2 separate regions of the Triticum aestivum genome follow, and region 2 is linked to region 1. Evidence: chromatin contacts called from public Hi-C data. All regions are on one chromosome and are shown on one strand. The core of a region is the stretch at or near the end of the contact, and the rest is flanking DNA. Distances in the headings are between cores, read along the strand shown. Region 1 holds the start of LOC123103633. Region 2 holds the start of LOC123103634 (protein FAR1-RELATED SEQUENCE 5).

Evidence for each region. Hi-C and Micro-C count contacts between places; a contact is called where the count stands out from the background.
Region 2: a contact with region 1 is called in a Hi-C map of leaf, with 5 times the contacts expected there. The contact joins the promoter of LOC123103634 here to the promoter of LOC123103633 in region 1. A contact is called at or near these places in 2 of 5 Hi-C or Micro-C datasets (both in leaf).

What each region holds. Positions count from the first base shown.
Region 1 is chr5A:402,680,271-402,686,421 of IWGSC CS RefSeq v2.1, forward strand. LOC123103633 reads left to right here and starts at 3,697. Exons shown (of 3, transcript XM_044525278.1): 1 at 3,697-4,002; 2 at 4,349-4,918. The coding sequence starts at 4,450.
Region 2 is chr5A:403,102,485-403,108,635 of IWGSC CS RefSeq v2.1, forward strand. LOC123103634 (protein FAR1-RELATED SEQUENCE 5) reads left to right here and starts at 3,106. Exons shown (of 2, transcript XM_044525280.1): 1 at 3,106-3,423; 2 at 5,565-6,151. The coding sequence starts at 5,888.

The sequences.
Region 1 (6,151 bases), core at 2,447-4,946:
CTACTGGTACATAGCAGTAGCGCGTGTTTTTGACCATCACTATTGGTAAGCTTCTGTGTATAAGGTTTTTCCTAGTAGTGGTAACTTCTCAGGAGCAAGGACATCATCATCATAAAGTGAAATGCCTCTTCGTTGTTTAGGGATTAAGAAGTCCCGACAAGTAAGAGCAAAATCACACTCCCAAAGTGTCAAGGTTTCCTCAATATTATGGTCGCATAAGGTGCAGTTGTAACTGTTCATGTGAAAACCCTTTCTTTCAAGCAAAACTTTAGTGTTTACTCTATCATGCAAAGCCAACCGGAATAGGATTTTGTGTCATATAATTTGACCTGAGGGGTAGGGTTTCAAACTTTATAATCTGATGGAGAACCGTCATATTTGCCTTCTTTACCGATATGATGATAAACAACGAAGACTATGTCTCGTAGTTTAATTTCAAAATCGCACATATCCTAATGACAATCGTTGTTCTTGTTTCACAAAAGGTCTCAGTCAGGTATTGGACTTGTGTCTATATTGCAAATCCATCATTCCGTCGAGTCTGAATATCTTGTTCATGAGGCAGCTTCAGTGAGGTTACCGTAAGAGCCAATCCGATATTACGCCCCTTGTCTCCACCCTGTCATAAAGGGAGGGCTTAGTTATTTTTATTAATTTTTTTCATCATAAGAGGGTTCCTTTTTTGTGAAAAAGGACCTTGCACCACCGAAGTAAAAAAGGTTCATAAGAAGCTCCTTGTGTAAACTTAGTGATTTAAACGGTCTTATATTAGTTTTACAAAGGTACTACAAATATATTATAAAAAGCTCATAATAAGTACAAAGCATCCCGAACATAATAAAAATTACATCAAGGACCCTGCAACACCGAACAACCGTGGCCGCCACAAGAATGAGCCGATGTCACCGCTTCCCTACCGGAGCCAGCTTGACTTTGTCGACCACAACCGAAAAATCTTCGCACATGTGCCCCTAAGGACCAGCATTGAACCCTTGAATTGATCTAAAGCGCCTAACACAAGATATTGTCGTGGCGCACACACATCAATAAATCCTAACCTTGCCACCTCAAGGAGACGACAAGAATCTACGTCAGAGCCTTGTCGAGTCCATCCTGATGGGCTAACTCGAGGAGGATCGGAGCTCAGAAGACCATCTCAAAGATGAAGCGCTGTCATCCGCCTAACCACCGTTCCCACATGGAAAAAACCCTAACCTAAACTACTTTAGCCAGAACCAAGGCACCAGGATCCCCTTCCGCCACTGGCCGCCTGAGTGGTAGGCTCGTCAACGAAGCTTGGAGGGGGGTGATTGCCCTAGCTGTTGTAGTCGCGCGAGAGAAACTGTAACTTGGAGGGAAGGTCAACAAGACGGCACCACAATCATGTACTTGTATCCTTCAAAGAATATCGTTGTTTTATAAACACGTTCCACCCCTCAAAGGAACATATTCGGTGCACTTGAGCTTACGGATGCACGTATGATCAAGCATGGTTTCAAAAATCATGTTCTCCAAGGACATTTCAATACATTACCATTAACCCTCAATGGGACATAAAATCGGGCTGCCGACATACGAAGTTCAGGGAATTACGCCACACATCAACATAAATCAGCCACCTCAACGTGAAGATTTGGGGATAAGTCACCCATAGCAGTAGCGCGGTCCTAGGAAGAGCGCTACTGCTAAGATCAATAGCAGTAGCGTTGACTGTAGACCAGCGCTACTACTATACCTAGCCTGCCGGTAACGGTGTGGCAGTTATAGTAGTAGCGCTTTTTTACCTGGGCCGAGCTACTGCTACTTATATAGTGGTAGCGGGCTTGTCCACAACGCGCTACTGGTACATAGCAGTAGCGCGTGTTTTTGACCATCACTACTGGTAAGCTTCTGTGTATAAGGTTTTTCCTAGTAGTGGTAACTTCTCAGGAGCAAGGACATCATCATCATAAAGTGAAATGCCTCTTCGTTGTTTAGGGATTAAGAAGTCCCGACAAGTAAGAGCAAAATCACACTCCCAAAGTGTCAAGGTTTCCTCAATATTATGGTCGCATAAGGTGCAGTTGTAACTGTTCATGTGAAAACCCTTTCTTTCAAGCAAAACTTTAGTGTTTACTCTATCATGCAAAGCCAACCAGAATAGGATTTTGTGTCATATAATTTGACCTGAGTGGTAGGGTTTCAAACTTTATAATCCGATGGAGAACCGTCATATTTGCCTTCTTTACCGATATGATGATAAACAACGAAGACTATGTCTCGTAGTTTGATTTCAAAATCGCACATATCCTGATGACAACCGTTGTTCTTGTTTCACAAAAGGTCTCAGTCAGGTATTGGACTTGTGTCTATATTGCAAATCCATCATTCCATCGAGTCTGAATATCTTGTTCATGAGGCAGCTTCAGTGAGGTTACCGTAAGAGCCAATCCGATATTACGCCCCTTGTCTCCATCCTATCATAAAGGGAGGGCTTAGTTATTTTTATTAATCTTTTTCATCATAAGAGGGTTCCTTTTTTGTGAAAAAGGACCTTGCACCACCGAAGTAAAAAAAGGTTCATAAGAAGCTCCTTGTGTAAACTTAGTGATTTAAACGGTCTTATATTAGTTTACAAAGGTACTACAAATATATTATAAAAAGCTCATAATAAGTACAAAGCATCCCGAACATAATAAAAATTACATCAAGGACCCTGCAACACCGAACAACCGTGGCCGCCACAAGAACGAGCCGATGTCACCGCTTCCCTACCGGAGCCAGCTTGACTTTGTCGACCACAACCGAAAAATCTTCGCACATGTGCCCCTAAGGACCAGCATTGAACCCTTGAATTGATCTAAAGCGCCTAACACAAGATATTGTCGTGGCGCACACACATCAATAAATCCTAACCTTGCCACCTCAAGGAGACGACAAGAATCTACGTCAGAGCCTTGTCGAGTCCATCCTGATGGGCTAACTCGAGGAGGATCGGAGCTCAGAAGACTATCTCAAAGATGAAGCGCTGTCATCCGCCTAACCACCGTTCCCACATGGAAAAAAAAACCCTAACCTAAACTACTTTAGCCAGAACCAAGGCACCAGGATCCCCTTCCGCCACTGGCCGCCTGAGTGGTAGGCTCGTCAACGAAGCTTGGAGGGGGTGATTGCCCTAGTTGTTGTAGTCGCGCGAGAGAAACCGTAACTTGGAGGGAAGGTCAACAAGACGGCGCCACAATCATGTACTTGTATCCTTCAAAGAATATCGTTGTTTTATAAACACGTTCCACCCCTCAAAGGAACATATTCGGTGCACTGGAGCTTACGGATGCACGTATGATCAAGCATGGTTTCAAAAATCATGTTCTCCAAGGACATTTCAATACATTACCATTAACCCTCAATGGGACATAAAATCGGGCTGCCGACATACGAAGTTCAGGGAATTACGCCACACATCAACATAAATCAGCCACCTCAACGTGAACTCGATCCTCATCCCAATAATAGTCTCCGCTACAATACGTAGTACGTGTAACCATTCCAGGTACATTCACGCGGCTGTCCCCGATGGCGACGTGAAACCCATCCACATGCATCCGTGGAGCAGATTCACCAAGACGCGAAGCGAGACCAAGCGAAAAACCCCAGCCGGCGACAAGTGTCCGGGGAGCCCACGAGAGCGAGAACTTGCGCCTCACGAACCCGCCGCCCGCGACAAGTCATCCCGCCGCGGTGCCCGGCGATTGGCCCACCCGACGGGCGGCCCGGATCCGACTCACACGTCGCGCCGGGGGCCATCCGGGCCGTCCGTGGCGTGGCGAGCGGATTATATATGTGCCGTGGCCACACGCTCTCTCGTCGGGTCAGTGGTGGTTGCTCCTAGTCGCAGACCTCTTTATTAATCACAATCTGGATCCGGGCACGGGGAGCGATCGACTGATCGACGAGAGCCTGGAGAGCCGGGGGTTTCGCTTCTCGCTGCGTTTGGGGTCTTGCCGGGCCTCGGTTTTCGAGCAGGCAAGGATTTCCTTTCAATTTTGGGTGATTTGTTTTCCTGTGCTAAGATTTTGGATCATCGCCCCCCAGTGTTGATCCTGTTGGTTTAGCGCCTGGATTGGGAAATTTTTTTGGACGGGTTACCTTTAATGGGGCCTGTCGCTTCCCGTCGTCGCGAATCAGTGGACTAGAACAAGAAAGCTTCCCAATTGGAGCGGATTTTCTGCGGTCGCCGCGCTTAGTTTCGAAAGGCGGCACCTTTATTTGCTACTGCGCTTTGCTGTGGCCGTAAAGTTACCCATTGTGTCTGTTTCAAGAAATAGATTGGGTTTTCCTTTTTTCTGAGGTGTTTGTTTTAACTTGGCAGATCCAGGGAACACCGGTTTTCGTTTGATTTTGCCGAAACTTTTGATCTGATCGGAGCGATCCCGGAGCTTCGCAAGGAGCAAGGCATTTTTCTTGGGGGGCATGGCCATGGGGCTGGGAAGATTCACACACTGGCTCTGGCCGGGTAACGCCGCGCGAGTTGGCCACCACGAGCTCCCCGGCATCGCCTTGACGGGCGCCTCCTTCCCGGAGTTCCCCTCCGGGTTCCGTGAGGCTGACGCTATCGCCGCCGCCGCCGGCCGCCGCACGCGGCCGAGGAGGGTCAAGAACCAGCGGCGCAGTCGCGGGGAGCCCAGGATCGACAGGGAGTACGACATGGTCATCGTGCCGTCCGACGGCGGCGGTTGCCTTTCCGGGTCAGAGTCCGACGACTCCGACTGGTCCATCGGCTGGCTGGAGCCGCAGGCGCCGGAGATGCAGACGGACGGTGACCAGGAGACCTCCTTCGCAGTTCTCGTCCCCTGCTACCGCCACGGCCGCGCCGAGCAGCCCGCGATGCCCCAGGGACGGTTCCTTGGCGCTGGCCCTCTCGCCGATGGCGGCCTCTCTGGTGAGTGGTTTGCAGAAAGATCTACCAAGTTCTTGTGTTTACATCTGCGCAGAATTGGGGGAAAAACATGCCATGTTTGATTAGTTTATTAAAGCATAAGTCCTATGTGATATTAAAAATAATCATTTGCTCTTGTTCATAATATACTAGCAACAGTTCATTCACTTTGTGAAGTCAATTTTTGACAAGTCTGGCACCTTTTCAGTTATCAGTTATCCATTGATGGTTTGGGAATAAATTCAGCTTGTGTTAAGCTGGCAGAACTCAGCCTATAACAGGATAAGCCGATAAGATTCGTTCTTGGTGTCTCTTGCTGTTGTACTAGCATTTATGGGGCACAACTACTACTGGTCATATGCCATTTTCATGTTTGGAGCTGTTGATTGGTGGGTTTGGTGGCTTGCTCTAGTACTTTGGGCTTGAAGATATTTGTTTGAGATTCCTATGCTCAACAGCAGATATGCAATACTTAATATAGTTGTTTTATCACTAAAAACTCTTTACTATTTCACCAGATAACCCTAGAGGCATGGATGTATGATAGAATCCGTTGACTAATTTTTTCTCCAAAATTTGGCAATCTATAACTTACTCTGTTAAGACCTCTTCAGTTGTTAAACTTGTAGCCATATACCACTTGCTTTGGTTGGCTTCTGCCACTTTGTGTGCTGTAGTTGAGGTTTGGGCTTGCTGTGTCAAAATGTGCTACTTCGACTTGTGAATCGACTCTATAACCTTCATTCTTCTTTCAGCATCATGTTTTGTATATTTATGTTGATCAAACAAGGCATCAAATATCCCCGCAAGAAAAACAAGGCACCAAACATATTACTTTATTACACCCGCATCATAGGGAGCTGATGGCTTCCTGTTATTGGTTCTCTTATTTAGTCAATTCAACACCAGCACTGTATTTGTTACAACGATAGTATGCGGTCTTTGCGGAATAATAGCACTGCAATTGCTTACCATGTTTCTGATTTGCCATTTACTCCAGTCGACTCCTGCATTTTATTGGTTCTAGAGTGCTAGGTGTGATTGGTGTTGAACATGATAAAGCCACTTCATTGCCTGCTTGTGCCATTTTTATTATCTACGATTGTATTGGATTGTGTGGAAGGTCTTTCATCGTAATTCATTTATCTTAAATGAGTTTTAGTTGCTAGCAATGTTTACTCATGTGCATATATTTCATCATTACAGCTTCTGATATTTTTCTGACACTCTTCTTTC
Region 2 (6,151 bases), core at 1,856-4,355, 420 kb after region 1:
TTTCCTTACCAATTTCCACTAACCAAGAGCGCTTCACTCCCCGGCAACGGCACCAGAAAAGAGCCTTGATGACCCACAAGTATAGGGGATCAATCGTAGTCCTTTCGATAAGTAAGAGTCTCAAACCCAACAAGGAGCAGAAGGAAATGACAAATGGTTTTCAGCAAGGTATTCTCTGCAAGCACTGAAATTATAAGTAAAGAGTAGTTTGATAGCAAGATAATTTGTAACGAGCAAGTAACGAAAATAGTAACAAAAGTGCAGCAATGTAGCCCAATCCTTTTGAGGCAAAAGACATGCCAAAACGGTCTCTTATGATAAGCAAATTGTTCTTGAGGGTACACGGGAATTTCATCTAGTCACTTTCATCATGTTGGTTTGATTTGTGTTCACTAATTTCATAATTTGATATGTGGGTGGATCAGTGCTTAGGTGTTGTTCTTACTTAAACAAACCTCCTACTTATGATTAACCCCCTCGCAAGCATCCGCAACTATGAGAAAATTATTAAGAATAAAATCTAACCATAGCATTAAACTTTTGGATCCAATCGGTCCCTTACGGAATAGCGCATAAACTAGGGTTTAAGCTTCTGTCACTCTCGCAACCCATCATCTAATAACTACTCCACAATGCATTCCCTTAGGCCCAAATATGGTGACGTGTCATGTAGTCTACGTTCACATGACACCACTAAGGGAATCACAACATACATACCATCAAAATATCAAACACATATCAAGTTCACATGATTACTTGCAACAAGATTTCTCCCGTGACCTCAAGAACAAAAGTAACTACTCACAAATGATAATCATGCTCAAAATATCAGAGGGTTATTAAAAAGCATATTGGATCTAAACATATAATCTTCCACCAAATAAACCATATAGTACTCAACTACAAGATGTAATCAACACTACTAGTCACCCACAAGTACCAATCTATAGTTCCGGTACAAAGATTGAACACAAGAGATGAACTAGGATTTGAGAGGAGATGGTGCTATTGAAGATGTTGATGGAGATTGCCCTCCCCAAGATGGGAGAGTTATTGGTGAAGATGATGACAATGATTTCCTTCTCCGGGAGGGAAGTTCCCCCGGCGGAATCGCTCCGCCAGAGGGCAAAAGTGCTCTTGCCCAAGTTCCGCCTCGAGACGGCGGCGCTTCATCCCGAAAGTCCTTCCCTTATTTTTTTTCTAGGTCAAAATGACTTATATACCAGAAGATGGGCACCGGAGGTGGGCTGGGCTGAGCATAACCCACCAGTGCGCGCTTGGGGCCCAGGCGCGCCCTGGTGTCTTGTGCTCACCAGGTGGCCCCCCTCCGGTAGTTATTTGCTCCAGTATTTTTTATTTATTCCATAAAAATTCCTCGTGAAGTTTCAGCTCATTTGGAGTTGTGCAGAATAGGTAGCTTGACGTAGCTTTTTCAAGTCCAGATTTCCAGCTGCCGGAATTCTCCCTCTTTATGTGTACCTTATAAATTATGAGAGAAAAGACATTAGAATTACTCCAAAAAGCATTATTATGCATAAAACATTATAAATAACAGTGCATAAACATGATGCAAAATGGACGTATCATCCATCACCAACTATAAAGCCGATTACATCGTCGCCGTGACATCTCCTCTTAAAAAGACTAATTCTCAAATCCATCGATGGACCATAAAAGCCCATTATGTCATCGCCGTGACATCTCCTCTTAAAAAGACTAGTTCTTAAATTCATCATCGACCATAAAGTCGATTACCTTGTCGGGAAAGCATCCAGAGCTTCTTTATTTGGTGTCGTCGTGCTGCCGCCGAAGCCAAGACATCTAAAACCTAAGCTACTAGGCCGTAAAACCTAAAGCTACATGATCCTAAAGACCGTTGGCGGAGAGGAGCCGCTGGAAAACGACACCGGAACATTGGACTCCGCTGGTGGCGACTAGGGTTTCTAGGCCGGTTGGGGGAGGAAAACTTTTCACATCTATTTGTGTTCCCGTAACCATGATATGAACATTCATGTTTATTCATCAAAGCCACCATTAAGAAAGTATTACTTATATTGTCTCTAATACATTGGGAAAATCGACAAACTTCTTTATCTGCAACATGAATTTGATGCACGAGAAGGCATGATACATGGGCATGTAGGATCAACCTGGCTCTAGTCGGTGGCCTGCCATCCAGCGTCGTGAGCCAGTGCTACCTGGGCATGTAGGACCGACCAGGCTTTCGCCGCAATGGACGAGAGTGTTGTACGCTTCTGTCGCGAGGCCATCGACGAGAAGTCGACTGCTGGGTGACTGCCGGCGGTGATGTCATTTAGAGCAGTCGCCATAAAAGCCCATTATGTCATCCCCGTGACATCTTCTCTTAAGAAGACTAGTTCTCAAATCCATCACCGACCATAAAGCCGATTACCTCGTCGGGAAAGCATCTAGAGCTTCTTTATTTGGCATCGTTGTTGCTACCGCCAAAGCCAAGACGTCTAAAACCTAAGCTACTAGGTCGTAAAACCTAAAGCTACACGATCCTAAAGATTGTTGACGGAGAGGAGCCGCCGAAAAATGGCACCGGAACGTTGGACTCCGCTAATGGCGGCTAGAGTTTCTAGGCCAGTTGGGGGAGGAAAATATTTCGCATCTATTTGCGTTCCCGTAACCACGATATAAACATTCATTTTTATTCATCAAAACCACCATTCAAACAGTATTACTTGTACTGTCTTTAATACGTTGGAAAAATCGACAAATTTCTTTATCTGCAACACGAATTTGATGCACGAGAAGGCATGCTACGTGAGCATGTAGGATCAACCCGGCTCTAGTCGGTGGCCTGCCATCTGCCGTCGTGAGCCAGTGCTACCTCGACATGTAGGACTGACCATACTTTCGCCACCATGGACGAGAGTATCTTGTACACTTCTACCGCGAGGCCACCGGCGAGAAGCCGACTGTTGGGTGGCTGCCGGCGGCGACGTCATTTAGAGCGGCCGCCATGGACAAGGGCGAGCAAGCCTTGAGAGAGTACACGTACAAGTGGGAATGGGCTTGATGCTTTGAGATTGTGATGTCCACGTGTCGTGCATCCGAGCGGATCTAACCAGTTGGAGAGTTAGACCCATTCTCGTAGATTTTTTCCCCCTCGCCTCCTAGCTCAGGAACCACAGCGCTGCCATGTTCTCTCCGCCGGCGCAGCCCAGATTCGACCCTCTGCGCCCCACCTCACCGACGAGCTAACCATCCCTCACACCTCCCTGTTATCTACGACAACGCCCAGGTGCACCCCCCTGCAGCGACCCACCCGATGCCGCCCCGGGTCCAGTTCGCCGGTGCGTCACCCGGGAATTAGGGTGGCCGCAGCCACCATCACCACCCCGTTTCTTGCCTCGCCAGGCTGCCCGGAGGATCAACCGCTTGCCGGCTACTGGAGTAAGAACAGTGGCCGCTCCTTTTCTTCGGTCCTCCAGTTTTTAATTTCTGCAAAGCAAGTTGGTTTCTAATGTGCCCAGTATTCAATGCTAGATATACTCATATCCTATTGAATATGGAATGTTGTTGGCTGTGAAATCGAACTGTTCGTTGTGTATTATAGAACACTAAACCATCAACCAATTTAGGTGTATTTGGATTTTGGATTACACGAACTTAGGGTGTGTTTGGTTCTAAAACCAAGTGGAATGTCATGTAACATCTTGATGTTCGGCAAGAAGAGAACGAGGTCGGATGGAACGGTTCCTTGGGACAGAATGCCAAAAATTGATAGATACCGGACTTGAGCAAGAACTCCAATCGATCTAGGGAGATGGTGGCGATCTAGGGAGAGGGTCGCGAGCGATCCCACGGGACATCCTTGGGCTCCGCCTGGGAGGCATCCCCGCCACGGCCACTCCCCGCCTGGGAGGCATCCCAGCCCTGGCCGCTCCTCGCTGGCTCGAGCGGGTGATGCAGGAAGTCAGGTACGGGGAGAAGAGGAGCCGCCCCGGACAACTGCGGCGGAGACGGCGGATGGGACCTCTATCCCGTCGGCTTCGGATGCGGCGTCCCTGGCGCGGAGCTTCTGGAGTTCGGTGAGGAAGGGGCTTGTCCGGATAGGAGGCTGAGGAGGAGGAAAGGGCTGTGAGGGTGGGGAAGGAGCTCGGCGGAGCGGCGGAGGTCGCCGGTGATGGTCGGCAGCTGAACGGGAGTAGGCAGGCGCGCGAAGGATGTGACGGAGAGGCGAGAGGCAAGCGGTTCTGCGTGGTCCGCCCGATTTGGAAAGACCACTCGGAATGGTATAAACAGGGAATATGCCATTCTCTGGAATCGATTGATTCCGGTTCCTTCGACGATCCGAACGCGAGAATGAGTTCTGGGAACGGAACCGACCCGTACCGTCCCACTTCCTGACAGAAACCAAACACACCCTTACATACCCATGTTGGCGGCGGCAATCATACTTCAGTCGTTTTTTCAGATTTCCATCCTTCCAACAAAGATGAGTTAGTTCAGGCATCACTGTTCTTATGCTTCCTACTTATGGAGCTTCCAAATTATACTACTTACTATGTATGCTTCGGTCCACATAGTTTTGCTTCCATAGTTCAACCATTTTCGCAAATTTGGAGTGTAGGTGTTAAAAATTGCATCTCCATGTTCGTGAGAATCTTAGTTAACTTTTCTATGCTTCAATTGAAATGAGTCATATCGGCATAGCACATTTTCATGCTTCCTACTCACGGGTCTTCTAAATTGTACTTCTTTGGTGTCCATAGATTACTTCCATATTCCTACTTTTACAAAATATTCAAAATTCAGATATGTAAAATGCAGCCAATTTATCTTCTCATTTTGAGGTACCATCCTGCTACCGGTAGATTCTGTTTTATTCTAATTGTATGTGTTGATAAATCATGATTTCCCCCCTTATTTCAGTGTGTGTAGGCTAACAAAATTACCAATTGAAATTGACAAAATTGGTTTGTTCATCACAAAAGGATGCACACACAAGTTGCCGCTAGGCATTGCTAATTTCAGTTTCAAAATGTTATGCTTACGCTAGGCATGGGTATGTTAAGATAGCATGAAATTGATGCTTTGTGTATCCATGCTTCTGAATTTATTGAGTTTGTTGTTCACTCCAGATAGTTTGCTGCAATAGAATATGCTTCTACTTTTTTCTGTACTTGTTACACTGTAAGACCATATTTTGTATTTAAATACTCTCATCATGCTTCCTACATTTCATACGTGTATATATATATATGCATATAATGCAAGTTCACACCTTTCAGATTTCTTTGTTTCCATTGGTACAGTCAGGTTGCCAAATTAGTAGTTGCTACAGACCATTTTATTTCTTGCATAAGCTTCTATAGTGTGTTTATTCCATGCTTGGAAAGCTAACTATATATTACTTCTACTGTGTAGGTAGTTTGCTAGTTTGCTTTCATGGTTCCTGCTTCCGTAGTCTGATCCCTAGCGGTTCCCATGCTAGTTTGCTAGTCTGATCCCTAGCGGTTCCCATGCAGCCGAGCAACCTGAAGGTACCGCCTTTCCTCTTTACTCACTGAATCAGCCTCCTTTCCCTGCAGTTCTGTTGGAAACCAAGGTCTCACTGGGTCAAATTACTAGGGTTCTTGCTCTCGATTGGTGCAACCGGAGTTACTTGCTTACTGTTTCTCGGTGAAGTTATTGAAGCATCGGGTTTGTTGCTTCCCCACAGAAGGTGCGGAGGCATCGTAGAGCCAGAGGGAGAGAGACCTGGAGTAGTTTTCTGGTTTTTGGATTGGGCATCAGAGAGTGGCAGCTGTTGGTTGGTTTCTTGGTTCTTGATTTGCTTCTGTGGTGGAGGGAAGGGCTAAGAATACAAGGGAGGGTATTGAGGGCAAGGGTAATGGAGGTCGGGGGGTAGGCGATGATGGAGCCCCAGGGAGTGGAACTCGAGGATGACAGCATCGATTTCTGGGCCTCCCTCGGCGTGAGCACCCATGTCCATGGCGTCGACCAGATGGCGCTCCACAGTGTGCACATTCTTGACCACCAAGGACAATCGCTGCCACCGGCAGTGGTCTCACACCCAGAGTCTGTCTGTAAGGAGTTGTTCCCTGTTGAAGCCGACCCCTGCCTTGAGCCCCGGGTGGGGATGGAATTCGAGTCGGGCGAGGCTGCCAAGACCTTC